Linked DNA regions of Mus musculus: regions 2, 3, 4, 5, 6 and 7 are each linked to region 1. A link is a contact called in public promoter capture Hi-C data. All regions are on one chromosome and are shown on one strand. The core of a region is the stretch at or near the end of the contact, and the rest is flanking DNA. Distances in the headings are between cores, read along the strand shown.

Region 1 (3,872 bases), core at 874-3,373:
GATCAAGCTCAGTAGGAGACTTTATCTCAAAAACCAAGATGGAGTGCAGCAACCAAGGCAGACGCCTGGCACTGACTTAGGCAATACGAATGCACACACATGTGCACACACAGATGTGCAAGAATGCCTGCAAATCTTATCTGGGAAAGCTGAATCAGAGAATCCAGAGGCATAGCGAGCCCTGAGCTTCATAGAAAGCAAAAAATGAGGTAGTAAGGTGGGAGTTCTTTCTCTTACACACGGGACTTCCAGATATAGAAAAAAATATTCTTTTTAAAAAGCTTACTTATATACATATGCGTACTCCATTTGCATGTATGTCTGCATGATAAAAGAGGGCATCAGATCCCATTATTTAGATGGTTGTGAGCCACAATGTGATTTCTGGGAATTGAACTCAGGACCTCTGGAAGACCGACTAGTGCTCTTAACCACTGAGCCATCTCTCCAGCCCAGAAAAAATATTCTTACAACCTATTTCGGCACTATAAAGTCCGTTGTGTATAAAACCACCACATATATTTACATGCATGATAAATTTCAGCATTTGGCTAACACATTAGCATTAATGCCTACCTCTTTCCACTCTAAGACCTACCTGCTGATAATTCTTTGGTTTGCTTTTGGGGATTTTTAATTTTTGAGGTTTGTCTTCATAACAATCCTCCTGCCTCACCAAGAAAGTAATGGGTGTAAAGGTGTTAACCAACATGCTTGGTCAGCTATTACCTTATGTTTTAAATTATGCTTGTCTACATGAGAACAAATGAGTGTGAGTCCCCCCGGGGTGCAACACATGGAGTTACATTTGGTTCCCAGTGCACCGTAGTGCAGGGAGCCAAACCCTACTTCTCTTCAAGCCTGGTACACGCTCTTAACTGCTTTTTTTCCCAGCTATTCTTGGATTCTTTCCATGCAAAGTTCACTAAAATGATGCAGGTTACATTTGAGAAAAGTGGGCGGAGGAATTTCTCTTAAGACGTGGGTGGAACATAAGCTAGGAGTTAACAGAACAAATCGTGTTGCAAAGCAAAGGCTACAGTTGGTTTTGTTTTGTTTGTGGTACTAGGGGTGGACCCCAATGCCTTGCACACATCAAACAAACGAAGAAGCATCTTTTAAAATGGTGCACCGGTAAGTTTAAGGAAGCCAGCGAGGAGTTTCACTGTGACTAAATTAGTAGTTTTGAAGGTCTGCTGCGACCTGCTTTCCCTTAAGTTTTACTGTGGGTGTTTAATCCTGCCGTCTTCCAATGAAACAATCACATTTCTTTCTTTTTTTTTTTTTACCTTGAATGTGGCAGACATTGCTCCCAAAAAAACTATTTTTAGTAAATTCACAAGGCACCTTTAAGCTTTGTAAATATAGCAAAGCTTCAAAGGCCCACACGCCGTTCTCCTCCAAGGATCAAATATCCCACAACCCTCGGTGTTTTGTTACTATCTAGCTAACTACTGTATATAATCACATATGATTTTATAATTCTAAACAAGTGTGGGAGGCCGTGTCAACCACTGAGGATGCTGCTCCGCTCCCGCCTCCCGAGAAGTTTACACAACATAAATAACGGTCTCCTTTGTCTTCTCTGCGCTCCTTAGCCGTGCCCCACGGCGCTTCCCCAAGTCAGCATCCTAACGGGACCCCGAGGCGTTCCCCGCCGCGCTCTCGGGATGCGGGGACGACCGCAGCTCCAGGGCGAGACTGCGGCCCCGCGCCCACCCTGCAGCCCTGGCTGCGCGGCCCGCGCCGTGACTTCCGCTTGCCGCGAGGCCGGCGGGCGCCCGGGCGGAAGTACCGCGGGGAAGGAGGCCGCCCCGGAGGAAGGAGGCGCCCGCGCTCGCCGCCGCATCCCGCATCCCGCTCGCCGGGCCCCGCGCCAGCCGCCGCCCCGCGCCCTACCTCGGCCGCTCGGAGCCCGGCCCTCAGAGCGCCCAGGGGCCGCCCATAGGCAGGAAAGCTCCCGCCCGTTCCGTTCACTCCGGCCGCGCCCGCTCCGGGCGGCCCTGTCCAGTCACGGCAGAGGGCCGGCGGCGGCGGCGGCGAAGGCCACGCCAGCGCCCGACTCCCTGGAGCCCTCACCGCGGGGCCCCGGACGCGGGAGGAAGAAGCCGCCACAGCCCCGGAATGTGAGCGCCGCCTGCGCAGGCGCAGGCACGCCTAAGTATCGCGAGACTCTTCGCGCGGCCCGCGAACGGAGTGCGCAGGCGCGCGCGAAGCGGACGGTCCCTGTGCGGAGCTCCAGTCCCGCCAAGATGAGCGAGCGGATGGTCGGCTCGGTGACTTCCCAGAATGCAGGGTCACTCCGTGACGCAGGCATCGTTTGAAGCCCGCTGCAGTTGTCCAGAAGCCGTTTACACAGCTGTTTGAAAACGATGTTTGCTCATGCCTGTCTGCAGCCCTTAAGACTCATTCATTGTCTGGGGGCTGGAGAGATGGCTCAGTGGTTAGGAGCACAGACTGCTCTTCCAGAGGTCCTGAGTTCAAGTCCCAGCAACCACATGGTGGCTCACAACCATCTGTAAAGGGATCTGATTGCCCTCTTCTGGTGTGTCTGAGAGCTACAGTGTACTCATATACATAAAATGAGTTTGGAGTCAACCTGGGCTACAGAGCATGAACAAACAAAAATAAACCAGCAGAAATGTTAGGCACGGCAATATGAGTAGGCACACGGGTGACTCATCATGGTCAGGGTTCACAGCAGAGGTACCAGTAAAGCTTGCTTCTTTCCTGCAGCTAGCATCTCAGGGGTAAGGTGGAGCTCCCAGCCTTACCTCAGTCTTTGAGAATTTTCTAGCCATGGTACTTACTATCCTTGGGCTTCAAGTTAGCTCATCTCCAGGCAGCAGAAGTATTCCCAAATAAATCTAAAAGAAATGTTGAAAATCCTTAGTCATCATGGAAATGCAAATAAAAATGATTCTGAAATCCCACAATGGCTAAATAAATAAATAACCAACTCAAAACTGGGCAGTGGTGGCGCACGCCTTTAATCCCAGCACTTGGGAGGCAAAAGTAGGCGGATTTCTGAGTTTGAGGCCAGCCTGGTCTACAGAGTGAGTTCCAGGACAGCCTGCCTTGAAACCCTCCCCAAACAAACAAACAAACAAACAAAAAGACTCAGTGTCTGCCCTTTAGTTTCTTAAGGGTGGGTAGGGCAGGACTGCCCATATCCAAACATGAGAATATTCAGATGGTGATGGTGTTAGGGCTCTCAGATGTAAGATGTGTAATAATTAAGGTATTTTATGTGGGGTGCCCTGTAGTATTTAGTTTTTTTTTTTTTTTTAATCCCTGACATCTCTACAATGTGCCATATCCTTTATCCTAAAAGGCGGAACCACTAGCCTAATTCCATTTGGCGGTATTTCCTTCTGAGTCGCTTGGTTGTAGAATTATCCTGGATTCAGAGTTCTTACTATAAGCCCGGAACATGAAATTGATAGTATTGGGCTGGAGTTATGGCTCAGTGGTTAAGAGCACTGACTGTTCTTCCAGAGGTCCTGAGTTCAATTCCCAGCAACCACATGGTGGCTCACAACCATCTGTAATGAGATCTGATGCCCTCTTCTGGTGTGTCAGTGACAGTACACTTACATACAGGAAATAAATAAATAAATCTTGAAAGAAAGAAAGAAAGAAAGAAAGAAAGAAAGAAAGAAAGAAGGAAATTGACAGTCTTCTGTCTCTAAATAGACTTCTGAGGGAAAACCAAAACCTCCCCAGCAGGAGGCAACAATAACCCTAGATTCCCCATGGTACCCAAGGAGCAAACAGCCCCTCTCTTCAAAGGTACTAAAGCGGGCATTAACAACATAGTTTTGCTATTATTGTTTTTTTTTTAATGGAAAAAAAAAACCCACAAATCCCAG
Region 2 (3,853 bases), core at 253-2,752, 330 kb after region 1:
TTACTGGTTTGCTCAGCTTGTTTTTTAATAGAACCCAGGACTACCAGCCCAGAGATTGCACAACCCACCATGGAGTGGACCTTACTGCAGCATCAATCACTAATTAAGGAAATGTCCTATAGCCAGATCTTTTTTTAAAGATTTATTTATTTAATTTATATGAGGACACTAACACTGTCTTTAGACACACCAGAAGAGGGCATCAGATCTCATTACAGATGGTTGTGAGCCACCATGTGGTTGCTGGGAATTGAACTCAGGATCTCTGGAAGAGCAGTTAGTGCGCTTAACCATTGAGCCATCTCTCCAGCCCTATAGCCAGATCTTATGGAGGCATTTTCTCAACTCAAATGTTCCTTCCTTTCTAGCTTGTGAAACGTTGACATAAAACTAGCCAGCACACTTCTGCTGGGCGGTGATAGTGCACACCTTTAATCCCAACACTTGGGAGGCAGAGGCAGGCAGATTTCTGAGTTTGAGGCCAGCCTGGTCTGTCGAGTGAGTTCCAGGATAGACAGGGCTATACAGAGAAACCCTGTCTCAAAAAACCAAAATCAAAACCAAAACAAAACTAGCCAGCACACTTTTTACTGAACACAAACTTTTTTGGGGTTTCCTATCAACATCACTATTACATACAATTTGTTAAGTGTTACATGTAATCTAGAGATGATTTAAAGTATATTGGAAGGCATGCATAAATAGCACATGTCTTTAATTCCAGTGCTTAGAAAGGAGAGGCGAGTAGATCTTTGTGAGTTCAAGGCCAGCCTGGTGCAGTAAGTACGCCTAATCCTTGGGCCATCTCTGCAGCCCCTGAAATCAGGATTTCTAAGGTAAATTTAAGCTCCTTTTTTTTTTTTAAAAAAAAATAAAAATAGTACTGGCAACTAAACTTTTTCCTAAGTAGATTAATAGGTACAATAGAATGGTATCTGGGCTAGAGACCACAGTGTTCAACTATCCGGAGCCAGTTGTCCTGGGTCCTTCCACACACACTTGGTGTGTCAACAAGAACTGATACTTTTTGGAGTCAGATGTCTTCCGGCGTTCCCTGAGGTTCCAGGTCAGAATCTGATCTGCTCCTCCTGCTTCTATCTGACTGCTGGAGTCATTGCGGGGTAGAGGAGGTCCTCAAATAACTGGCCTCTTTTAAGTCTCCAGAGGCGTGGTACTAGCTTGAGGTGGCCTAAAGGATTTGCCCCACCCACCGAGTCACTCCAGTGAGGCTTTCCCACTGTACTGGAAAGGTCACTTCAAAGTCACCATCTTTTCAGAAGCTTAGGACTGAGCAGGGTGCTCGGCTTGCACAAGCAGACCGCGAAACTACAAGTTCCAGCATGCTCCGCTTCGACGACGCTGCTCGCTTTCCCCCGTCCCAGGAGAGACCTCTGCATTTCGTTGGCCTGCAAGCCTAACGTGCTGCTCCATGATTGGTTGGATCCCCTTGTCGCTCATGAGAACCCTCGGCCGTGGCCGGCTGTCAGGCGACCAGGAACCTCCAAAGTTATGGAGCCGCGCTCTACTGGGATAGGAGGCTGGCCAGCCAATAAGGCTGCCATCCCGCTGGCGGCGAGGCTTTCCTTCTTAACTCTCCTGTGATCCTAGTTTGGAGGGCTTCCGGCCGGAGACCATTAGAAAAGACACCCGGAAGGCGGAAGTCTTAGGGCGGAAGTGGCCGAGAGAACAAGGAGAATGGCGGCCGAGGCCTGGCTTTGGCGCTGGGGCTGGGGCTGGGGTCAGCGGTGCCCAGGGAGGCCTGGGCTTCCTGGCCCCGGCCCGAGCCCCACGACATTTCTACATTTGCTTCTGTTGCTGGGGCCGGTGGCTGCGGATATCACCGACGGCAACAGCGAACACCTCAAGCGGGAGCACTCGCTCATCAAGCCCTACCAAGGTGAGGGAGGCCTGTAGCTGAGGGTGAGGACGCGGGCCGAAGTGGGATGGAGGAGGGCATGGCCCGTTCTGTCGAGCAGAGCAGCGCAGCGCAGTAGATTTCTGGCGCGGCCCTCTGAGCACCTGTCCACGTCCGTCTCTGCCCACAGGGGTCGGTTCCAGTTCCATGCCGCTCTGGGACTTCCAAGGCAGCACGATGCTGACGAGCCAGTACGTGCGCCTGACCCCGGACGAGCGCAGCAAAGAGGGCTCGATCTGGAACCACCAGGTGAGGCTCTCCCAAGAGGCTGAACATGACCGTTCACTGACACAGTAGTCCCTGCCTCGTCAGCAACCAAGCTTAGTAGATACACGTGCTCCTTTTTTTTCTTGTCCTGCCGATTTTTCTGTCCTGGTCGCACAGATCGTTCAGAGCGACTTGTATAGTTACTGTATGTCAGAAAGTGTGCGTGACTCTTAAAACACTTTCACCTCTTTCTTCAGAAATCACACAAGGTAAGTAATGATGTCTGCTTTTTTGATGGCTTACGAAGCAAGAAGCCAAGGTGCAGAGTTGAACATCCCTGAAGTCATAGAACAAGAAATGAGTGGAGTTGTCAGACTAAATCGAACCCACTTAATCGAGGGAAGGGCGAAACTTTATCCTTACGGCCTATTTTACTGTGTGTAGGGTACTGACCTTGCCAAACCTTACCAGATTTAGTTCTCAAACAAGGTGTTTGGAATGAATAGATTTCGTGACTTTATGCTGAGGTAGTATATAGCCACCGAATAGAATAAACAGTATTTCAACTGATCTTTCTGATCTCCACTCTTATCAATTCCCTTGATACACCCGATGCCTCCTGGTTAGCAATGGGAGAACCCCCCTTCAAGATATTTAACAGTCCTAGTTACCTTTCTCTGTGCTAGGTTGAGAGTCTTGTTAGCTATATCTACACTGAACTTACTGGCTGTGGCCTTTGCCTTTAGAGAGCAGGGAGCCAGAGATGTTATTGCCTTGGTGTGGTAACAGTGTTGTGCAATGTCTACACCAAGGAGTGTAGGTTGTCCAAGGGGAGAAAAGAAGTGATTTAGGGATAGGCCATGGCTTGAAAAGAAACCTGCTTCTCTCTAGCCTGCTTGGTCTAACCCTCCCTTCTCCCTCTACTGTCAGCAGTGGCCTAGTTTTCTCCATCACTGTATTCTCTTGGCCCTTCTGGTTGATTTTGCCATTAGTTCTGGGAGACTACACTGTCCTTGTGTTGCCTCACTTGGCTCGTCCCCGCAGCACCTCCTCTCTCCCTGCCTCCTGCCTCCACAGTGCTGCTAGGGGCGTCTGTGGTTACCCTCTTCCTTCAGCTTTGGCTCTGTCCCTTAGAGCCTGAGCTCTCTCATGAATGGAAAACTACATTCTCTCAGCACAGCGTGTCCCTCCATGACTGACATCTCCAGTCATTCTGTCAGTTTGTTCCAGCCTGTCTGCCTGGTTGCCTTCTTCCCTCAGGGGCTTTGGTCTTGCTCACTCTGTCTGGGACAGTGCCTCCTGGTTCTTCGTGACTGCTCCTTGGTTACTTCTCATCTGTTACGTCTGCGTTCAAATGCCACGCACACCAAGTGCTCGATTAAACCTCATGTCCCCAAGTCGCAGTCTGTCACATCATTCTGGCTAGGCTTTTCAGATACTTTTTTTGTTCTTCCCTTTTTATTTTATTCTGTGGTGCAATAGATTGAACCCAGGACCTATGCATGACAGGCAAGGCAAGCGTTTCACTCCTGAACTGCACGGATAACTGGAGTGCTACTTTTTTAGGTGGTGATGTAGCCTTGTGTTTTTCACATAAATGAGTTAATAGCATTACATTTTGTTTTGTAAAAAGCAAGATAAAAATATTGGCCGGGTGATGGTGGAGTGTGCCTTTAATCCCAGCACTTGGGAGGCAGAGGCAGGTGGATTTCTGAGTTCCAGGCCAGCCTG
Region 3 (3,683 bases), core at 817-3,316, 290 kb after region 1:
GAGATCCTGAAACTCAAGGTGAAACTGAAGTTACAGGCAGTTGTGAGCTGCCATGAGAGTACTGGGAATTGAAGCTGGGTCCTCTGGAAGAGCAGCCTGTGTTCTTGACCACTAAGAGCATCCCTGCAGCCCTGTAAGTCAATTCTTTGCAATAGATTGCATGCGTGGGGTGGTTTTTACTGGCTGGCTTTCTCTGGCTTTCCTGAGCAATGGTGTGGCTGAAGGGAGGTGGCCTTCCAGGAGCTGTGGTTCCCCCTCTGCCACACTCCCCAGCTCCCGGAGCTCCTTTCTGACTCAGCTCTTGGCCTTGTTTCAGGGGACAGTGCAAGAGATGCTGAAGTCCCACCCTTCCCCTCAGCCTCCTCAGCAATTCCACATGCCTGCCCCGATCGTGAAGGACCAGGCCCTTGGGCTCTATCCCCGGCCATGCTGGGCCGACTCACAGCCGGAGGAGACCATGCTGACAATGATGGATGTAGAGGTACTGGAACTCTGCACCAGAACTGTCACCAGGATCCCCACCACCAGCCCTGCCACTGGGTTGGATAGGATGGCATTGTCCTTGAAGATGTCCCCAGCCACCTTCCCTGCAGAACAGAAGCCAGTGTCAACTGAGACCCTTCTGAACCCTTTCCCTGCCCTTCTCCACCTGGGCCCTACCTCCAGCCAACTGGAAGGCGGAGCTGAGCACATCCAGGGAGCAGACAAAGAGGTAAAGGAAAGCCAGCATCAGAGGCACCTTCAGGAGCTTCGTGCCAACCTGGGCAAGCTTCTGGGACAGCCTGGGCTCTGGAGGTGGGGCAAACATGAAGACAGTGGACAGAACACTAGAGCAAGTGACCGCCCATAATCCCACTGCTCCCCAACTTGGCCTACCTGGCTTTTGCTCCTCTTCCTGAGCCAGCTTGGTAGGTAGTGGGTCATGACATTCCAGGACTTCCCCACAGGGACAGCTGTGCTCTGTGAGGGTGACCGGGCTCAGACTGGAGATGGCATAGGTGGATGTTCCAGGAATCCTGTGCAGGACTGAGGAGGGAGACTGATTAGGACTTCCCAGAGGCCTCAGCAACCCAGAAGAAACAGGTAGAGGGACAGCAGGTAGCCAACTGTGGGCAAGCAGGTCTCAGGGTATAGGAGTAATATTTACCTTGTGGGCTGGGCACATAAGCAAAGGTTGCCCCATGCACCATGTGTCTCCCACGGACTGGAAGTGGGGAGACAGCCGGTCCCCCCAATCTCTCGCTGTAGGACATCATGTTGGGCACCCACAATGAGTCCTGCATATCAAAAGGTTGGGACAAATCTGACAGTTGCTGTGTCTGGGACATTCATACACTCATACCCACATAGATGATATCCAACTTAGGGTCTGTGATTCTTTTCATCCTCAGACACATCTAGAGATGGACACCCAGGTGCTTGTCACAGACCTAAGCAGCCATTCATCCACCCAGTAGGGTTTTGTAGCTGATTTGTTTTGCTGGAAATGGAACTTAGGGCCTCATCATAGGAGGCAGGCACTCCAGTGTTGAGGCCCATCCCCAGTCCCAGGAAGTATTTCCTGAATGCGTAGTGTTTGCTGAGTTCTGAGTTAGACACTCAAGTACAGTAGCAATTAAAGACACATACAGCCACTGCTCTCAAAGTCTAGTGGGGAGACAGCTGCAAATGTATAATGTCTCAGTGAATAGAGATAGCAACCAGGTATTGTGACGAATTCAGGTACCACTATGCCTAGAGTGTTCACAGCAGGGCAGGGCAGGGCAGGGTAGGGCAGGGCAGGGCAGGGCAGGACAGGGCAGGACAGGACAGGACAGGTGCTCTCGAGAGAAGGAAGAGCAGGGATTATTTTAGCTCAGGGGGAGCAAAGCAGGCTGGGCTGGTGTTGGGATGTCATGTGTAGCAGGAAGAGGAAACCCAGAAAGAGCTAGGGTGAAGGGATAGGGGTAGGGTTGGGACACAGGGGCCCTGGGCTCACCTTGACTGTGGCTCAGCTCCAGCCCGGCTGCTTGGGGAAGTCTAAAGAGGAACTAAGACCCTCTTCTTTATACCCTCGGGTCAAGGGCAAAGTCCTTAATGAACTAGAAGAACTTTAGCTGCCTTCCCTCTTTTCCCCATTAAATTAACTTTACCCCCAAGATTCCTTCCAGTTAATTGCTAATCTTCACCTCTGCAGGGGGAGCCTATGGTCAGACTGTCCTCTCTCACTACACCAGCACAAATCACAACCCACAGGGTACAGGCTCATCCTGGTCATGGACAGAGACTCCGACACCCCTCTGGTACCTTGTTCTTAGGGACTCAAAAGCAATTTTGTGTCTCCTGTCCATTCTTGGCTTATGAATGGACAGGACTCCCCAGAGAGTGACCCAGACATCTGGTGACCTTGCCATGCATCTGGATGTCTGTGAGGCTGTGTATGTCTTAAGGGGTACACTTCAACAGAAGGGGGAGCCCAGGGGAGAATCCCAGTGAGGCTGCATCTTTGAACCGTGGAGGGTCTGCAGGGCTGAACAATGGATCACGATGTGAGATTAAGAGATCACAGAGTCACTGCCCAGACCAAGAAGAGATGGCTCTGTGGTTTAGCATCCTTCTTAAAGTGTTGCTATGGGATCTGTCAGAAGGAGTGTCTGGAAGCAGGGGCAGCAGCTGAGATGCGGAGGAGAGACCCGGGGAAGAGGTGGCCTGGCTGAACTAAGGTGGGCTCAGGAGAAACAGGGGACAGGAAGCTTCCCAGAGGCATTGGGAAGGAGGAAGAGGAACAGTTGGGATCTGGAAGTGCATGATATGCAGTAAGTCCTGTGGGAAAGAGTTCACGGGAGCCACATCCCCAAACCCAACAAGTGATTCATGAGTGCATAGTAGATCCTAAGTTCTGAGTTAGATGCTGGGGTACAGTCCTAAGTAAAACCACACACAGCCACTGCCCCTCAGGATGTTCAAAGTCTGGCCAGGAGACGGCTGCAAATGATGTCATCTCTAAGCGAGTAGAAATGGCAACCAAGTGTCATGACAAATGCAGGTACCCTAGAGCAATGGTTCCAAGCCTTCCTAACGCTGCAAGCCTTTAATATATTTCCTCCCATCGTCGTGACTCCAACCATAAAATTATTTTCATGGCTCCTTCATAACTATAATTTTACTATGGTTGTGAATCCTAATGGGAGTGCCTGTGTTTTCTGATGGGCCTAGGTGACCCCTGTGAAATGGGAACCCTCAGACAACCCATAGGTTGAGAACCACCACACTAGAGTGTTCTACAGCAGGGCAGGGTGTCTCAAGAGAAGGAAGAGGATGAATTCCTTTAACTCAGGGGGAGCAAAGCAGGCTGGGCTGAGGTTGGGATGTCTGAGGAAGCAGAAGAGGAAACCACAACAAGAGCAGGGGTGATGGGCCAGGGATAGGGTTGAGAGACCAGGCTCTGGGGTCACCTTGAGGTTCTCTGCCAACAGAGCTTCAAGACTCCTCAGCTGTCCTCTGATGACTCAGGGTCCCTGGAACTGCAGATCCACTCAGTGTCTTCAGGGTAACATTTATCTAACTGTTCTCTACCACAGAAGACAGGCCCCTCTGCACATTCCTGCTTCAAGTTAAGCAAGGTTAACTGATCAGTCCTTCACGGTCTGGGCATAGTGACTCTCCGAGGGCTCTCTGTGCAGTGGCGAGGAGTGCAGAACAGA
Region 4 (3,323 bases), core at 37-2,536, 290 kb before region 1:
GTTTCCAGAAGAGGACATGAATCAATACCAGAGTGGACGAGGCATATACTCACACAAATAACTGGAAGACAGAGGCATCTATTAGGGACAGACTCACCTGGCCTGGCAGGAGAACTTCTAAAGCATCTATAAAACCTCCTTTGTCATCTGCTTCCTGTCTCCACACACAGGTCTCACCATGGACAGAGAAGGATGTTAGACCCTGGGGCCACTCTGGCAGTAGGGAGAGGACATGAGACTGCCGATCTGTTGACCCCACTCTTGTGGGGCTTCCCAGAATGGGAGCAGTAAAGGAGACCTCCATCATCCTACATGTTGGCTATGTAAGGACCATGAGGAAGAGTTCCTTGCATTCTCTGCCCAACAGCAGGAAGAGTTTACCATAACAGAACCTGGGGGTGGGGGGAAGGTGGGGGGTGGGGAGAGGAGAACCCCACCTTACCTGACCCAGTATCCCTGTATGCCCAAGCTCCTCCTCACATGGACAGGACTCAGAGAAAACAGGGATGAGGCGGCTCTGACAGCCTGGTACAGGTCAGCCCGGTATGTGAGGGTGGACAAGAGGCCTTGAGCATTGTGGGAGGAGTCTTTGGCTTACCACTCCAGCTGCCTGGCAGAGGGTCTTCACTTACATAAATATGGTCTCTTCTGAGAGGACCATACAGTACGGAGCATGCATCCAGAGAAAGTTCAAGAAAATGAGTATCAAATTACATAATAATGTCTGAGGTGCACAGACAAAAAAAAAAACACAAGGAACGTTCTCCCAACCGTGGAGACCCACTGGGAAAAAGTCAAGGCAAGATGACCAAAGCCTTGATGGGTCTTTTAAAGTTTTGTTCAGTTGTAATGTTTGCTCTGATTTTAAAACTTTCTCTGTCGCAGATAAAATTGTTCTCTAATTTGGTCATACATTTGGGTTTCATTACTTTCAGAATGTATTCCAGACATCTAAAATTAAACAGATGTCATCAACCCCGCTTAGACCTAACAGACTTGTAACCAAACAGTGACTTCAACCCTGATACAATAGCGACTTGGAACATCGTGTTTCAGTCATTAAACATTTTCAAACTCTGCCCCATTTTTCTCATTTCCTATAATGAGATCTGTCCCTCTCTCTCCTTAAAATACTCCAGTTCTTCAAGGGTCAGTGGGAAGTCAAACCAAAAAGTGAAGCAAATTTAAATATGAAAAGTGCAGGAATTGTATTGCGAAATCCTCATGTCCTAGCCCTCTCTCTCAGAGAGGAAGCCTGGCTGGCGGCAAGCTGCTTCAGTAGTGGGGATCGCAGAAACCCAGCGAGCGAGCCCAGGAAGGGGATTTGCTTCTAAAGCCCGAGCTGCTTTATCGTTCCTTTTCTGACAGGGATAAGATTAGTGAGAATCCTCCAAGCCGGAATGGTGTCCGGGGGACACTTAAGAAGAAAAGGCAGTTATTTCTCTTCTCCATCTTCACCTCTGTGCCTGTCCCAAATGAATTTGTTAAATGGTGTAACCAGGGCAGAGGAAAGAGCCTGTTTGAGATGCCCAGAATTCACAATCAGGGACACCTGACCTCTTAGAGAAAGCTTGGGGAAGGGGCCTGGGTTTGGATTTGCTTACATTTGTGGTCTGGACTGTTTGGCTATACAATGTCTTTATTAAATTGTCTAAGCAAAATGTAAAGAAAAAAGAGGAGGGGAAGACAGAGACACACACAAAAGGGATCGTCACCGACAGCCTCGGACCTCTGACCATTCGAGCAAGCAAACCCTGTCCTCAAGCCCAGCCCCCAGACTTCACTTAGGTAGGTGATCTACATCCGCTGCTCCACCACAATCACAGTGGCGCTCAGACACACCCCTCATGATAAGGACTCTTATAGGTCACTCTAAGCTTCCTGAGACTCCTGGGGAGACAGCTACACTCCCTGCCTTCCTTCTGCACACCCAAGAACTCCCTGTACCCAGCCCTCTCCCAGGGCACCTCTGACCTCAAAACCTGAGAAGCCAGCACCCAGGCCTAAACAGGACCTATCAACTTCAGGATGACCAAGGATCCATGGGAACTGGAAAACTTACTTGGGAAGGCAAAGCCTTCTCTTAAAGGCACCCACCAACTTTGGAATGCACAGAGAGGAACAAACAGGAACGCTCCATTTGGGCTCTGGTTGGACCATTGTCCCAAATGTGAGACTCCATCTAAACAACAACCTGCCTGAAGCGCATCCAGCATTGTGTCTACCTATCCCCCAACTCTGAGCCAGGTCCAGCGCCCTGGGACCTGGTCCTTCCACCTGTTCCATCCCAGATGATTTCTGAGTAATCAGCCCCCAGGAAGCAAGTCTGCACTGAGGAACACCGACTGGCTGGCCAGGTTATCTGCTGAGAGCCCTGTTCTTGGAGTTTCCTTGTGGTGTTTGCCATAGTTGTGGTAGCAGAGAGATAACAGCACCATTTGCCAACAACGCACAGTAGGGAGACGGAGGCCAAGAGAAGTTCGGTGAACCAGGTGTGGATATGCCTTAGAAACAGACACCAAGCTTTAAATAAACTCTTACACTGCAGAGCCAGCCATTTGTCAACTGGTCAATTTAGTCCTTGGAGAATCTCTGGAGCTAAGCCGTGATGCCCTTTTCAAAGCCCTCGATCTAGAGCCAGCCCTATCCACGAGGAACTGATGCTTTGGCTCCCACACTAAGCCAGCAACAATGCCTGAAAGAAATGTGGGGAGCCTCTCTCTATTAGACCCTACCTCATCAGTCACAACAGTATCAATACGCAGCCACTGGGGGTGCCCTGTAACCCAGAGAGGCGAGGATACAGAGAAAGATGAGGCAGTTACCGTGCTAGAGCAGAGCGAGAGCACACGGAGGGCAGTGATGGGGTACTTGTGGGCACCATCACATGGCCATTACCTCATTGCTGAAGCTGGAAGGGAAAGCAAGATACAAGCCGCTGAACCTGCTTCCAGGGAAGACTTCCAGCCAGTCAACAGCACCCTGTTTTCAGAGACAAAGCTCTTTTAGTACCTGCAATCAACTAAGTCGCAAAAAAAAACAGATTAGCTGCTGTTTACTGCAAATTATTCACCTCAACAAAAGATTGCTGGCGTTAACCCCTGAGTCCTTATAAATAGCAGAAGCCCTTCTGACATTGGGGAATAATCCCACTTACAAAGACTGCAATACACCCAGCCCCCCAGAAGCAGAAAGCTGCCAGCCACAGCAGAACCTGCCGGCTCTCCCCCGGGAAAGCATCTATGGAATAGCATGCCCCCCCCCCTTAGCTGGTCCTAGAGCTGAGGGCTTCTGGGTAAGAGTGAGTAGGACCACAGAAAAGA
Region 5 (3,462 bases), core at 662-3,161, 360 kb after region 1:
CTGGCAGTGGTGGTGCATGCCTTTAAGCCTAGCACTTGGGAGGCAGAGGCAGGCATCCGCCTCTGAGTTCGAGACCAGCCTGGCTAAAGAGTGAGTTCCTGGACAGCCAGGGCTACACAGAGAAACCCTGTCCTGAAAAAAAAACAAAAAACCAACCAAACAACCAAATAAAACCCCCAAAACAGCCCCCCACCCCAACCCAACCAACCAACCAACCAACCAACAAAAAGACAGTCCACTCCAGTTACTGTGGCTGAAGGGGAAGTGGATCCCCAGACATCACAGGACCCAGGTGATCTAGGGACAGAGGCTCTTTTAGGTCACTGGAGTATCTGTTGGACCTGATACTTGCCAGAGCTTCATCGCCACACCTTGCCTTTCCCCCTAGGAAGGGTTACTCCTGCCTGCTCTGGCCCTATCTACATATTCATGGGAGGTCTGAGGCCAGGTTGACTTCTAACAACACCCTTCAGCCAGGCTGTTACCTATACCTCCTAGGATGATTCTGAGATGATGTGGCCTCCTCCCTCTGCTGGAACTTTCCTTGGAGAACCTTTTGTCTCCGTCCTGTTCTGAGGTCAGTCTCCTGGGTAGCAGATGTATGATGTCTGTGCCTGCACGGTGCTTGCGTGAAACCCCGACATTTGGGAACTGGAAGGAGTATCAGGAGGTCGCCATCTTGGGTTACATAGCAAGTTTGAAGCTAGATTGTTGCACATGAGATCCTGTGTCAATTCGCTCCTCCTTCTCTTCCAAGGGGAACGCACAAGAGCCTGACTGCTGACCGGAGCTGGGCAGACCTTCCGGTGTCTCTCTCCATAGCCACCAGGCCTTTCAGTCTACAAACTGTTACACAGTAGCCGCAACTCTTGGATTTAAAAAAAAAAAAAAAAAAAAAAAGGCGATTTCCCTTGGGAAGACAGCCTCTTCCGAAGGGGCCTGATTGGCACGTGACTGTGTTTTCCTAAGGCCATCTGTTCATAGTGCCCCCTCTCTGGTCCACTTGACTCTCAGAATGCCCCATCATTCCTGACTCATAGGTATGGCTACCCCTAGTGGCTATCCAGGAGCCTCCACCGGATGGCTAGCAGAGCCTTGTTCTAGATGCCACCCCGCCCCCCAGGGGCTGTCTGGTTGCAATGGCCCTAATGAGAGACGTATGTTTGCTTGCTGGCATTAGTTGTAACCACCGCAACGCTGTCTCACAGTACGCGAGTTGTCGTCACACCTAGCAGTGGCCGCTGAGGAGCTCCAGAACTCAGGGTGAGACAGTGTGTTTCATGCCCTGGCTTGGGAAGCTATCAACAGCCGACGTTTTCACGACGCCATTAACCTCCCTGCGAAGGACGGGAGAGCTAGGAGGGATTCCCATTCGAAGACCAATGAAGGGCAGATACGGGGCGGCCCGTACCGTGTCCTGCGTCCGCGCCCCCAACACAGGCGCGTGCGCATCGCCGTCTCTCGTAGCTCGCCCCCGCCCTCCTCGTCCGGGTTTTCAAATTTGAAACCGGCAGCTTTTCCCGCCCGAGTCGGGGCCCCCGCGGCGGGAGAAGGCGGGGCCGCGCATCAACCAACCCAGTCTCCGAGGCTCGCGGCCCGCCCGGAGGATGTGGCCGCGTCCCGCGCGCACGTGTAGCCCAGGCCGGCGCCTGCTAGGACCGGCGCGATTGCCTGTCGCAGGAGTGGGGCAGCTTGCAGCGCCCGGTGTCCGGGCTGCCTGACCCGGCGGAGGGTTCTTCCCTAAAGCGCAGAGCAGCAGCCCAGTTCAGCCTGGGCGGGAAGAGGCGGGCTGGGCTGGGCAGGGCGGGGCGGACGGGGTTCCCATGGGCGGGGCGGGGAGGGGCCAGGGCGGGGCGACCGGGGGCGGGGCGGGCCCTGTGCTTGTGGCACCGTGTCAGTTACATTGAAACAAAAGTGGTAAGGCGGCTGACAGGGCTAGCATCCCTAGCCCGCTGGTCGTCGGCTGTCGCCGACATGGAACCCGTGGCTAGCAACATCCAGGTCCTGCTGCAGGCAGCGGAGTTCCTGGAGAGGCGCGAGAGAGGTGAGGACAGACCCCGCGCGCGGGCTGAATTTGGCTCCCAACCTGGAGGGAGCAAGGCTGGAGGGCTGCTGGCGCGCTGCCGCCCGCACATCTATTGGAGTTCGCAGGCAGCCGGGCAGGGAGTGACTGGGGAAAGGGTCCTGGCGCCAAAAGCCTTTCCTTGACTTCGCCGTGCCAGGGGCTCCAGCTGACGGGCTGTGTTGCTGTGTTCTCTCTCTGGCAGAGGCAGAGCACGGTTATGCGTCCCTGTGTCCACACCACAGCCCCGGGACCGTCTGCAGGAGGAGGAAGCCACCCCTGCAAGCTCCTGGCGCGCTGAACAGTGGGCGGTGAGCAGGGATGGGGCAGTGTAGGGAGGGATGCTGGTCCTTAGCTGTCCCATCTAACTCTCTTCTCACTTCCTTGTTTGTTCTTCTGGCCCAGGTACCCTGCTCCATCCGCCTTTTCTACACACACACACACACACACACACACACACACACACACACACACGGCCCAGGTACCCTGCTCCATCCGCCTTTTCTACACACACACACACACACACACACACACATCACATCACATCACACAGGTCATTCACACTCCTGAATTGTCTCTACTACAGGCTTCTGCTTTTCTGTTCTTTTGCATATTCTGTTTCTTTAAAATAGTTTCCCCTCTACTGATTTCTCTGACAGGCTTATTTTTTGATCAAGTGTCACATCTGTCCAGGGAGCCTGTCTTGCCTGGCTGTCAGGGGCGAGACCCCGCAAGTACCTGGGCAAGTGTCCTGTATTTTTTGGTGTGTGTGTCTGATTCCTTTAGTCACTACCTGGGGTGTGGTGTCCTAAAGGAACCCAGGCCCTCACGAAAGGCTTCCTTGGCGCAGCTATCTGTAGTGAGGTCTGAGCTGCACAACAGCCTGGGGTTGAGGATTTGCACAGTACCCTCACTTGATCCCCTTGGCATTCACAGGTCTGTGCACAACGAGCTGGAGAAGCGCAGGTGAGTCCCAACCTGGCTCTCAACAGTTCCCGGTCTCAAGGACCATCTTTCTCAGACCTTTCCTCCCTTGCCATCCCTCTGGCTAGGGAGGTGGGGCTGGTACTGCCCTCCAGACTCCTTCCCTTGCAGGAGAGCCCAGCTGAAGCGGTGCTTAGAGCAACTGAGGCAGCAGATGCCCCTGGGAGTTGACTGTACCCGATACACTACACTAAGCCTCCTGCGCCGGGCCAGGGTGCATATCCAGGTGAGGAGCTGTCTCTTGTCTCTCTGCTTGGGAGACAGTGTGGTCTTGTGGTGTGGATGGCCTGGCTGCAGGGCTGCCTCCATTCTGTGGGACTTGAGACAATCCCGTTTTGTTCCCGAATCCATCTAATGGAAGAGAAGCAGACAGCAGGGCTGTTCTGAGGCCTTGTAAATGTTCCTTTTGTTGTGGG
Region 6 (3,318 bases), core at 21-2,520, 440 kb before region 1:
ACTTTATTCTGTGTGTTTGAGTGTTTTGCCTACTTGTGTGTATGTGCACCCCGTGGTGCCTGATATTCATGGATGTCAGAAGAGTGCACTGGAGCCCCCCCCCCCCCCCCAGTGGAGTTATCAGGACCACACAAATGAATCCTGGGAACAGAATCCTGGCCCTCTGCAAGAGCACGAAGTGCTGTTATACACGGAGCCATCCATCTCTTCAGCCTCAAGACTACCAAATACACCCCTGCTTACCTTTCCTAGGATTTTTTTTTCCTACCTTGTTTCCTCTGAGAATTTATACTCTGTAATGTGTGATTCCTTTGTCTCTTGCCTTTCTTTTCCCACCAGACTGTAAGCTCCAGGAAAGCGGGATGGGGGTAGGGTGGAGTGGGGTGGGGTGGGAGTTGCCAGTTCTGTTCACCATTTCACAACTACACTCAAGTTTATGCATGGTGTGCAGAATGTCCCAGATATTTACTTGAAATAATGAATGCATGGGCCAGGGGCTTTAGACAATGCTTTTTGTGTCTATAAAATGCGCTAGGGTTGGAGAGATGGCCCAGCTGTTAAAGGGTCACAAACCAAAAACCTGCTAATATTCTAGTGTAGCCTGGGCCTGAAGGAGAGTCTTTAGTTTTGTGGATAGATGTTGCTGCCCTTTCTCTGGCTGACACCCACCCCACCACCTTAATATGTAATAAAAGTATCAACTGTTTAAATCAGTAAGTCTCCACTTGGAGCCAGTAGTCAACAAACGTTTGCTTGGTGGAGGTAGCTAACCGATTCCACGAGCAAAGCAAGACCAGACTTTGAGGCCAGCTCTGTAGAATCCCACTGATCAAGGGAGTTGAGCTACGGTAGCTGATCTTGGGGCACACAGCTGCCTTGTATTTAAAAAGTCAGGAGGCTGGATTGAGGCGCGGAGTTGGTGCTGACCGGGCAGAAGAAGATCCCTGGTCACAGCAATTGTTCTACCCTCCCTCTTTGTGGACGAGGCTACTGGGGACAAGGGGACACCAGACACACAGTAGGTGCTCACAGCAGACGCTTGCAGAGCCGCGCTACCTACAGGCACCTTTCTGAGGCCGGACCCCTGCAGCTCCCGCGCGCAGACCGATGCCTGGGGGCGGGGGGGGGGGGCGGCGCAGAGCACCAAGGCCTGGGTACAACCGAGGCTGGCGTCGTTGGCGTCCGCGGCCCGAGGCAGGCCGGGGTCAAGGCCGGGGCGCCGAGTGGCGCGGGGAGGGGTGGCCGGACGCGCGAGGCCGGGAAGGGATGTGACGAGCGGCGCGCTGTGCATTGTGGGAATCCCGGGGCCGCCGCGAGTGGTTCCAGTTCACTGGTTCCAGCGGAGCCGGGCGGAGGGCGCGAGCGCGGGACGCGCGGGCGGGAAGCGAGGAGGCGTGGGCGGCCAGGCAGGAGTGCGGAGCGGACCGGCGCAAGCGGCCGACCGGCCTCGGGCCCCTCACCGTGCAGCCGCCCGGTAAGTGCCGCGCGGGCCTCGGAGCCGCAGGCTGCCGGTCCGCCCCGTCTGGGCCCCGCGCGCCCGACTGCTGCCGCGCGCGGGGCACTGCCTGGCGCCCGGGAAGCTCCGGCGGTTACCCTCGGACCTCGGGCCGCCCGGAGTCCGCCAAGGCCCTGCCCGGGGCAGCGTGCGGGTCCGGATGGTTTTGTTCGGAAAGCAAACCCGGAAACCAACTTCGCTCGGAGACGCACCCCTACCCCCGCCGGGGCGCTTTGTGGGCAAGGGGCTGATCGGGTCTCCCCCTCTGCCCGGGAGGGAGAGCCAGGGATGGCGTGGGCCCGAGGGCACCGAGGCCCGGAGGCCGTGACCAGCCGTTCCGCCCGGGCCCGGAGCTGCTGTGCTCAGAGTTTACTTGCTCGTGCGCCGCCGGCCCGCGCGTGCCCTCCCGGGCACAATAAAGTGGGGCGCGAGCCACAGGCCGTTGTGAGGCCGGCTGGTGGGGCACCCGCCGCGAGGCCTGAGCAGGCGAGGCCTGGGGACCACTCGCGGACGGAATCCCAGGCCGGGGCGGGCTGGAGAGGAGCTATGGAAGCCCCGCGGCTCTCGCTCGCCTTTTGTTTGCTTTGTGCTGGGGAGGTGTTATTTTTAAGGTGACTCTGGAAGACTGGAGGCTCCCCGCGCGCAGAGGGACAGCTGAGAGTCTCTGGGGGTGGGGTGAGTAGAGATGGGAGGCGCGGGATGCTGCTGACGGTGTCACCTGACAACAGGTGTGCAAGATGCTGAGCCCAGCGCCCACTCCTGCAGAGACCACCGATATCTCACTGCTGGGCAGAAGATTGCTTGAAAGAGTCTTTGAAGAAATGCAGGGGAAAGTGTTTTCTAGGTTTGACGGTGTAACTTTTGAACAAGCAGTTGAGGCAGATCTCGTCTCCAACAATTACAATCATTATGAAGTCTTTGTAAGATTTTAACGATCTAATAAAACAGCTTAGAAGAATAGACAATTAGAGGGGTTCTCCTCTTCGGTTTCCCTCTTGCTGACACCTCTGTGGTTTGAGGTTTTACTGTTAAAAGAGAGGAAGTGTTTTGTTTGTAGACACTGCAGCATGGAGTCCCAGTTTTGAAAGTCTGTGCTGGAGTGGAAGACAAAAGTCCAAACCCAACTAAATTTCCTGTAGGTTCACCTTAAGGTGTGCAGTCAAAGTTGCGGTTAGTTCTGAAATGGACACCCTCATACTCGCTACTGGAGTTACTACAGCTTGTCCACAATTGACCAATTGAGCAACAGCAACTGGGCTTACACACAACCTCTGACTCGATCAACCTTTTCAACTTGTGGGGATTTTTTCCCCTTAAGGATGAGGAGTCTCCCGAGATTTTAAACTTTCCCTCTTTCTCATTTTGCTACGAGCTAGGTCATAGTTTTCACCAGGAAGGGAGAGCTCACACTGTATCACACTGAGATTGGTCTGGAAATTCACATATGATAACTTCCTTACTGGCTTACTTTCTACTACGTGGGCCAGCTTTAGGGAGTGGTACAGTTCAGTCTGCCATTTTCTCAGGTCCTAGAAAGCCATTTCTGCCTCCCCTAGGGACAAGCTTGGAGCTGATGGTGCCCCAAGTCGATGAAAGATTTATTTAAAGAGAGAAACTACTAATCTGTATGTGATGTTCAGAGGTTTGCAGTAGCCTTTGGCTTTTGATGGGCTTTTCAGAGCCCATTAATGAAATATGAAATGGGAAGGGGTGGGGCTGAGGTGGACCCTTACCTGTTAAACCCACCACCTTCGTTCTGTAGGCTTAGGGGCGGGGGCTCCTGCTACAGCTCCTGTAAGTGCAGCTAAGTGGGCCAACTCTTC
Region 7 (3,673 bases), core at 222-2,721, 470 kb before region 1:
GTAGGGCAAGGGCCTTCTCAAGCTCCCCCAACACATCTGACGTCACATTAGTCTTGTCCTCTGCTGACACCACAGGTCTTAGGCTGATTAGAACTTTAGCATCTTATACACGTTCACCTCTACCTCCGTTGCTGTGCTGCAGTAACCTACTAGTGACTTAAAATTAGTACCTAAGCAGTCATTTACAATTATTTGGTTTTCCAAATAATCGAGATAGACAAGTTTGTATACTAGGCTTTTTTTCTGGGTCTATGCCTGTTACATCTGCCTTTGAAGTGTTGGAATATCTTGGGCTGTGTTTGAAGCTATAATCCAATGCACCCTTAAAATGTACTTTTGGGGTAATTCCCTTGGAGCTGCTCTCAAGGTGCATATGCCCAAGTGGGAACTAGGTATGGATTCTGTCAGCTCTATTCTAGCCATGCAGGCACCTGATAGTCGACAGAAAATATTTCATTACCCCACATGCTGATTCAGCACACGGCGTTCTTATGATGCCCATTTTACAGATGTGAAATCAGGTAGGTGGGATTGGGGGTGGGGGTGGTCACTTACTCCGTGGTACCAAACGTGCCTCTGTGTCGTTTCTCTGGGCTCCTCTGCTTTCAAGGTATAGCATCTGGGTTGAATGGGAGCCCTAAGTGCCTTTGTTCGTGCTATCGAGGGACTAATGGGGGAATATTCCCACAGCGGCAGAGGCGTGATGGGATGGGGAAGCTGCTACTTCGGCCTCTGAAACCACCTCTGCAGATGGCCATCTCAGACCAAGCCCAAGGTTGCCCTTCCTGACCCCTCTGAAGATGTCCTTTTAAGTGAAGGGGGTACTTTAGGATCTCTAAGCCCTTCGGAAGATGTGAAAATGGGGGCAGGTCAGCCACATGAAGAGTGGCCTACAATGTGTAAACACACCTCAGGATGCTAATCTCCCAGGTCAGGCTCTGGGGCTCCCGCTGCCCACTGCAGCAGCAGAGACTGTGCAATCCTGTATAGATGACAGGTGGTCTTGGGGCTCCTGGGGTCAGGCAGGACACTCTGTTGGCACCTCTGCCCTGCATCAGCCTAAGTGTCCTGCCCTGCCTTCCCCAGATACAAAGCAGCCACGGCTGCCAGGCTAGAGAGGGGCTCTAGGTTCACACAGAAATCCCTGGCCCCTGGTTGTGCCCCTGGCCGAGGTGCACAGGGCTAATCAGAAACACCTGTGTACATGGAATTTCCTGCCCGGGGTTCAGCCTTCATTTCCTCTGCCAGTAAAAACCCAAGGCATGCAAAGGTGAAAGAAACCAGTCAATCACCAGACGACGGCCACCGGGGCTGCGGAGACAGGACTTTCTAAATTAAAATTTAATTCTCACCCGATGGCCCAGCCAGGACAACCATGATTCAAACCCCGCGACCAACCGGTGGCCACAGCCCAGCAGCCCTCTTGCAGGACTGCAGCTCATCCCCTCCTTAGCCAGAGAAGGGTGTCGCCTGCCTGCCTGCCTAGGTCATCAGGCTATAGGGTGAGCGCCTCAGATTGAAAATGACGCCCTTCCTTGTCAGCCCCATCCTGCAGCTGCAAGGGCTGTTGCCTGATTAGCTCGCTCCTGACTTCAGGTTGTTTGAATTATTAGGTGCTGGAGAGATCAGAGCTCCCCGGTGACCCGGTGGTCATTTAGTAGACAACATCAAAGCCAGGGCAGCCAGAGTCCAAACTGGAGGATAATGGTCAGAGCCTGAGGGTCTGTGCTCTGTCCTAGTGTAGCAGGTTTAGGTGAGGAGAGAGTCATAAAAAAAATGCCTCTGGTTTTTTCCAGAACAATTTTCCCAGAGATTCCTGCAGCCTAGTGGAGGCGCGGCTTGGGACGGGGAGGAAGAAATGTCGCCCTGCCCACTTTATGATCGCACCAACTTTATCTGAAGAATGACTCTCGCTGACTGCACAGAGGGAGGGCAAGTCATGAGGCCAGCAGAGGCACAGAAGAAATGGGGGAGTGGCCCCTGGAGGCCAAATCCCAGCTAAGGACCTAGGCCTAAGGTTGTTTGATCCTGAGCTCAAAGCTTGGGCCTGTCTTGGGCCACTGTGCAAGCTGACTTTCCACCAAACGGAAATGCTCTAAGCTGAGAGATGCAATAAGGTAGCGATCTCTGAGCGGGAGCGGAAGCATCTGCTTCTGGGTCTAAGGCACAGCACTGACCGTGAACACAACAGGAGGGCTGATCTAGATTTCTGGAGGACCTGATCCCGCCTGTTCACCACAAACCCACTTCCTTTCCGTTTCAGACCTGTGCCCCTTGGCAAGATGCCCACAGACCCTTCTCCACCTTGCTTGATTGCGCCCCCCCCCAAGAGACTCAAGTACAAATGTGCATTGGTGATGTGGGGCCTGGGAGGGCAGAACCAGGCCAAGTCCTTCCTAGTCCTGGAGGTGTTGGCAGGTGGGAGAGACTGTAGGAGAGGTGTAACCATGACAGCCTGGTAGGACACAGCATTTCTCAGAAGTAGAGCTTGACCAGATCTCCCTCTCCCTCTCCCTCTCCCTCTCCCTCTCCCTCTCCCTCTCCCTCTCCCTCTCCCTCTCCCTCTCCCTCTCCCTCTCCCTCTCCCTCTCCCTCTCCCTCCTCTCCCTCTCCCTCTCCCTCTCCCTCCCCCCCCTTCCCCTCCCCTCCCCCTCCCCCTATCTGTCTCCCTCCCCCTATCCGTCTCCCCCCACTCCTTCCTCCCCCATCACCCCTGTGTGTTGTATAGATAACGCATGCATGTGTGTACAGGTGCACACTTGTGAGTAGTGCCCACAAAGAGGCCAGAAGCTGACTTCTGATGTCTTCCACCATCCTCCATCTTATTTTCAAGATAGGATCTCGCTCTTACTGAACCTGGATCTTGCTGCTTTAGCCAGACTGACTGCCCAGTGAGGCCCCAGGATGCTATTATCCAAGTCTTTCCATGCTGGGATGATGGGTGTGAAGAGCTTTTCATGTGCTCGTCTGCGATGGGGGCACTAGGGGAGCTGAAATCACAGGAAAGCAAGCCAAGATCTTTGCCCTGTGCCATCTCCTCTCCTCCCACTATCGGTGGAAGCAATGCAAGTGGCTTTCACTGGAAATTACCAAGCACAAACCACACGCCAAATAGTTCCCATGAAGGGTAAAATGAGGCAGATCCAATTTGTTACATTTAATCAGAAAGGGGGTGGAAGGCAAGGAGAAATGGTTCAGTGGTACAGAGCCCTTACTGCTCCTGCAGGGGACCTGCAGGTTCCCAGCAACCCCCATAGTAATTCACTACTGCCTGTAACGCCAGATCCAGGAGACCAACACCCTCTTCTGGCCTCTGTGGGTTCCTGTTTCCATATGGTGCATATATATGTATGAAGGCTTGGACACACATAAAAATGAATAGATCTTTTAAAAGAGTCCTCCTTGTGTATGGTATTGGGTAGGAGTTGCTATGGCTGGTGGGTATGACTGACTTAGCTTGACCCCAGTGCTGGCTGTGTTCATTGAGTGGAAATCCAACAAGCCAGAATGCACAATTTGTTCCCTTTCCCGTATGCATGTCATAATAAATGGCATTTTCATAAAAGTTGTCAGGTCCAAAACATTGTGCATAGGAATAAATAAATACAAAATGCCCATCCTAGTTGAGAAAATGTGGGTCTTACTTTGTTTTAAAGTAAAAAGCTGAAAATTA

Evidence for each region. Promoter capture Hi-C pulls out the DNA fragments that hold promoters and counts their contacts.
Region 2: a contact with region 1 is called in a promoter capture Hi-C map of pre-B cells, with 2.4 times the contacts expected there. The contact joins the promoter of Lman2 here to the promoter of B230219D22Rik in region 1. A contact is called at or near these places in 8 of 39 promoter capture datasets (the C10 cell line, the HPC-7 cell line, hematopoietic stem and progenitor cells and 3 more), 1 of 484 Hi-C or Micro-C datasets (pre-B cells), 2 of 115 datasets of contacts at active chromatin or transcription factors (the 230-238 cell line and the SCID.adh cell line) and 2 of 9 other capture datasets (adipose tissue and liver).
Region 3: a contact with region 1 is called in a promoter capture Hi-C map of hematopoietic stem and progenitor cells, with 2.3 times the contacts expected there. The contact joins the promoter of Slc34a1 here to the promoter of B230219D22Rik in region 1. A contact is called at or near these places in 2 of 39 promoter capture datasets (the C10 cell line and hematopoietic stem and progenitor cells) and 1 of 9 other capture datasets (adipose tissue).
Region 4: a promoter capture Hi-C map of cranial neural crest shows a contact between it and region 1. The contact joins the enhancer-like site here to the promoter of B230219D22Rik in region 1. A contact is called at or near these places in 3 of 39 promoter capture datasets (cranial neural crest, maxillary cranial neural crest and second pharyngeal arch cranial neural crest), 1 of 484 Hi-C or Micro-C datasets (nephron progenitors) and 4 of 115 datasets of contacts at active chromatin or transcription factors (epiblast stem cells, extraembryonic endoderm stem cells, large pre-B cells and 1 more).
Region 5: a contact with region 1 is called in a promoter capture Hi-C map of pre-B cells, with 6 times the contacts expected there. The contact joins the promoter of Mxd3 here to the promoter of B230219D22Rik in region 1. A contact is called at or near these places in 10 of 39 promoter capture datasets (HPC-7-derived erythroid cells, cranial neural crest, embryonic stem cells and 5 more), 5 of 115 datasets of contacts at active chromatin or transcription factors (bone marrow-derived macrophages, embryonic stem cells, large pre-B cells and 1 more) and 3 of 9 other capture datasets (adipose tissue, liver and macrophages).
Region 6: a promoter capture Hi-C map of hippocampal neurons shows a contact between it and region 1, with 2.0 times the contacts expected there. The contact joins the promoter of Macroh2a1 here to the promoter of B230219D22Rik in region 1. A contact is called at or near these places in 10 of 39 promoter capture datasets (the 3T3-L1 cell line, 3T3-L1-derived adipocytes, the C10 cell line and 7 more), 4 of 115 datasets of contacts at active chromatin or transcription factors (the 230-238 cell line, embryonic stem cells, extraembryonic endoderm stem cells and 1 more) and 2 of 9 other capture datasets (adipose tissue and pancreatic islet).
Region 7: a contact with region 1 is called in a promoter capture Hi-C map of pre-B cells, with 2.1 times the contacts expected there. The contact joins the enhancer-like site here to the promoter of B230219D22Rik in region 1. A contact is called at or near these places in 8 of 39 promoter capture datasets (the 3T3-L1 cell line, cranial neural crest, hippocampal neurons and 5 more) and 2 of 115 datasets of contacts at active chromatin or transcription factors (embryonic stem cells and memory CD8 T cells).

What each region holds. Positions count from the first base shown.
Region 1 is chr13:55,691,375-55,695,246 of GRCm38.p6, reverse strand. B230219D22Rik (RIKEN cDNA B230219D22 gene) reads right to left here and starts at 2,123. Exons shown (of 2, transcript NM_181278.2): 1 at 1,900-2,123.
Region 2 is chr13:55,360,432-55,364,284 of GRCm38.p6, reverse strand. Lman2 (lectin, mannose-binding 2) reads left to right here and starts at 1,502. Exons shown (of 8, transcript NM_025828.3): 1 at 1,502-1,897; 2 at 2,046-2,164. The coding sequence starts at 1,696.
Region 3 is chr13:55,398,031-55,401,713 of GRCm38.p6, reverse strand. Slc34a1 (solute carrier family 34 (sodium phosphate), member 1) reads right to left here and starts at 2,066. Exons shown (of 13, transcript NM_011392.2): 1 at 1,979-2,066; 2 at 1,148-1,277; 3 at 877-1,026; 4 at 661-789; 5 at 444-587. The coding sequence starts at 1,256.
Region 4 is chr13:55,983,519-55,986,841 of GRCm38.p6, reverse strand. No RefSeq gene overlaps it. Among named protein-coding and RNA genes, the nearest start is that of Gm31542, 75 kb to the right of the region's middle. Within about 2 kb of position 1,286, at least 11 of the 459 cell types and tissues checked have an H3K27ac peak or open chromatin away from gene starts, as enhancers often do.
Region 5 is chr13:55,328,180-55,331,641 of GRCm38.p6, reverse strand. It overlaps Mxd3 (Max dimerization protein 3), which reads left to right and starts at 1,911. Exons shown (of 6, transcript NM_016662.5): 1 at 1,911-2,044; 2 at 2,268-2,373; 3 at 2,999-3,028; 4 at 3,158-3,272. The coding sequence starts at 1,975.
Region 6 is chr13:56,133,502-56,136,819 of GRCm38.p6, reverse strand. It overlaps Macroh2a1 (macroH2A.1 histone), which reads left to right and starts at 1,270. Exons shown (of 9, transcript NM_001159513.1): 1 at 1,270-1,474.
Region 7 is chr13:56,157,754-56,161,426 of GRCm38.p6, reverse strand. No RefSeq gene overlaps it. Among named protein-coding and RNA genes, the nearest start is that of Gm31657, 7.0 kb to the left of the region's middle. Within about 2 kb of position 1,471, at least 103 of the 459 cell types and tissues checked have an H3K27ac peak or open chromatin away from gene starts, as enhancers often do. A contact at or near this core is called in memory CD8 T cells and pre-B cells, where this site is marked.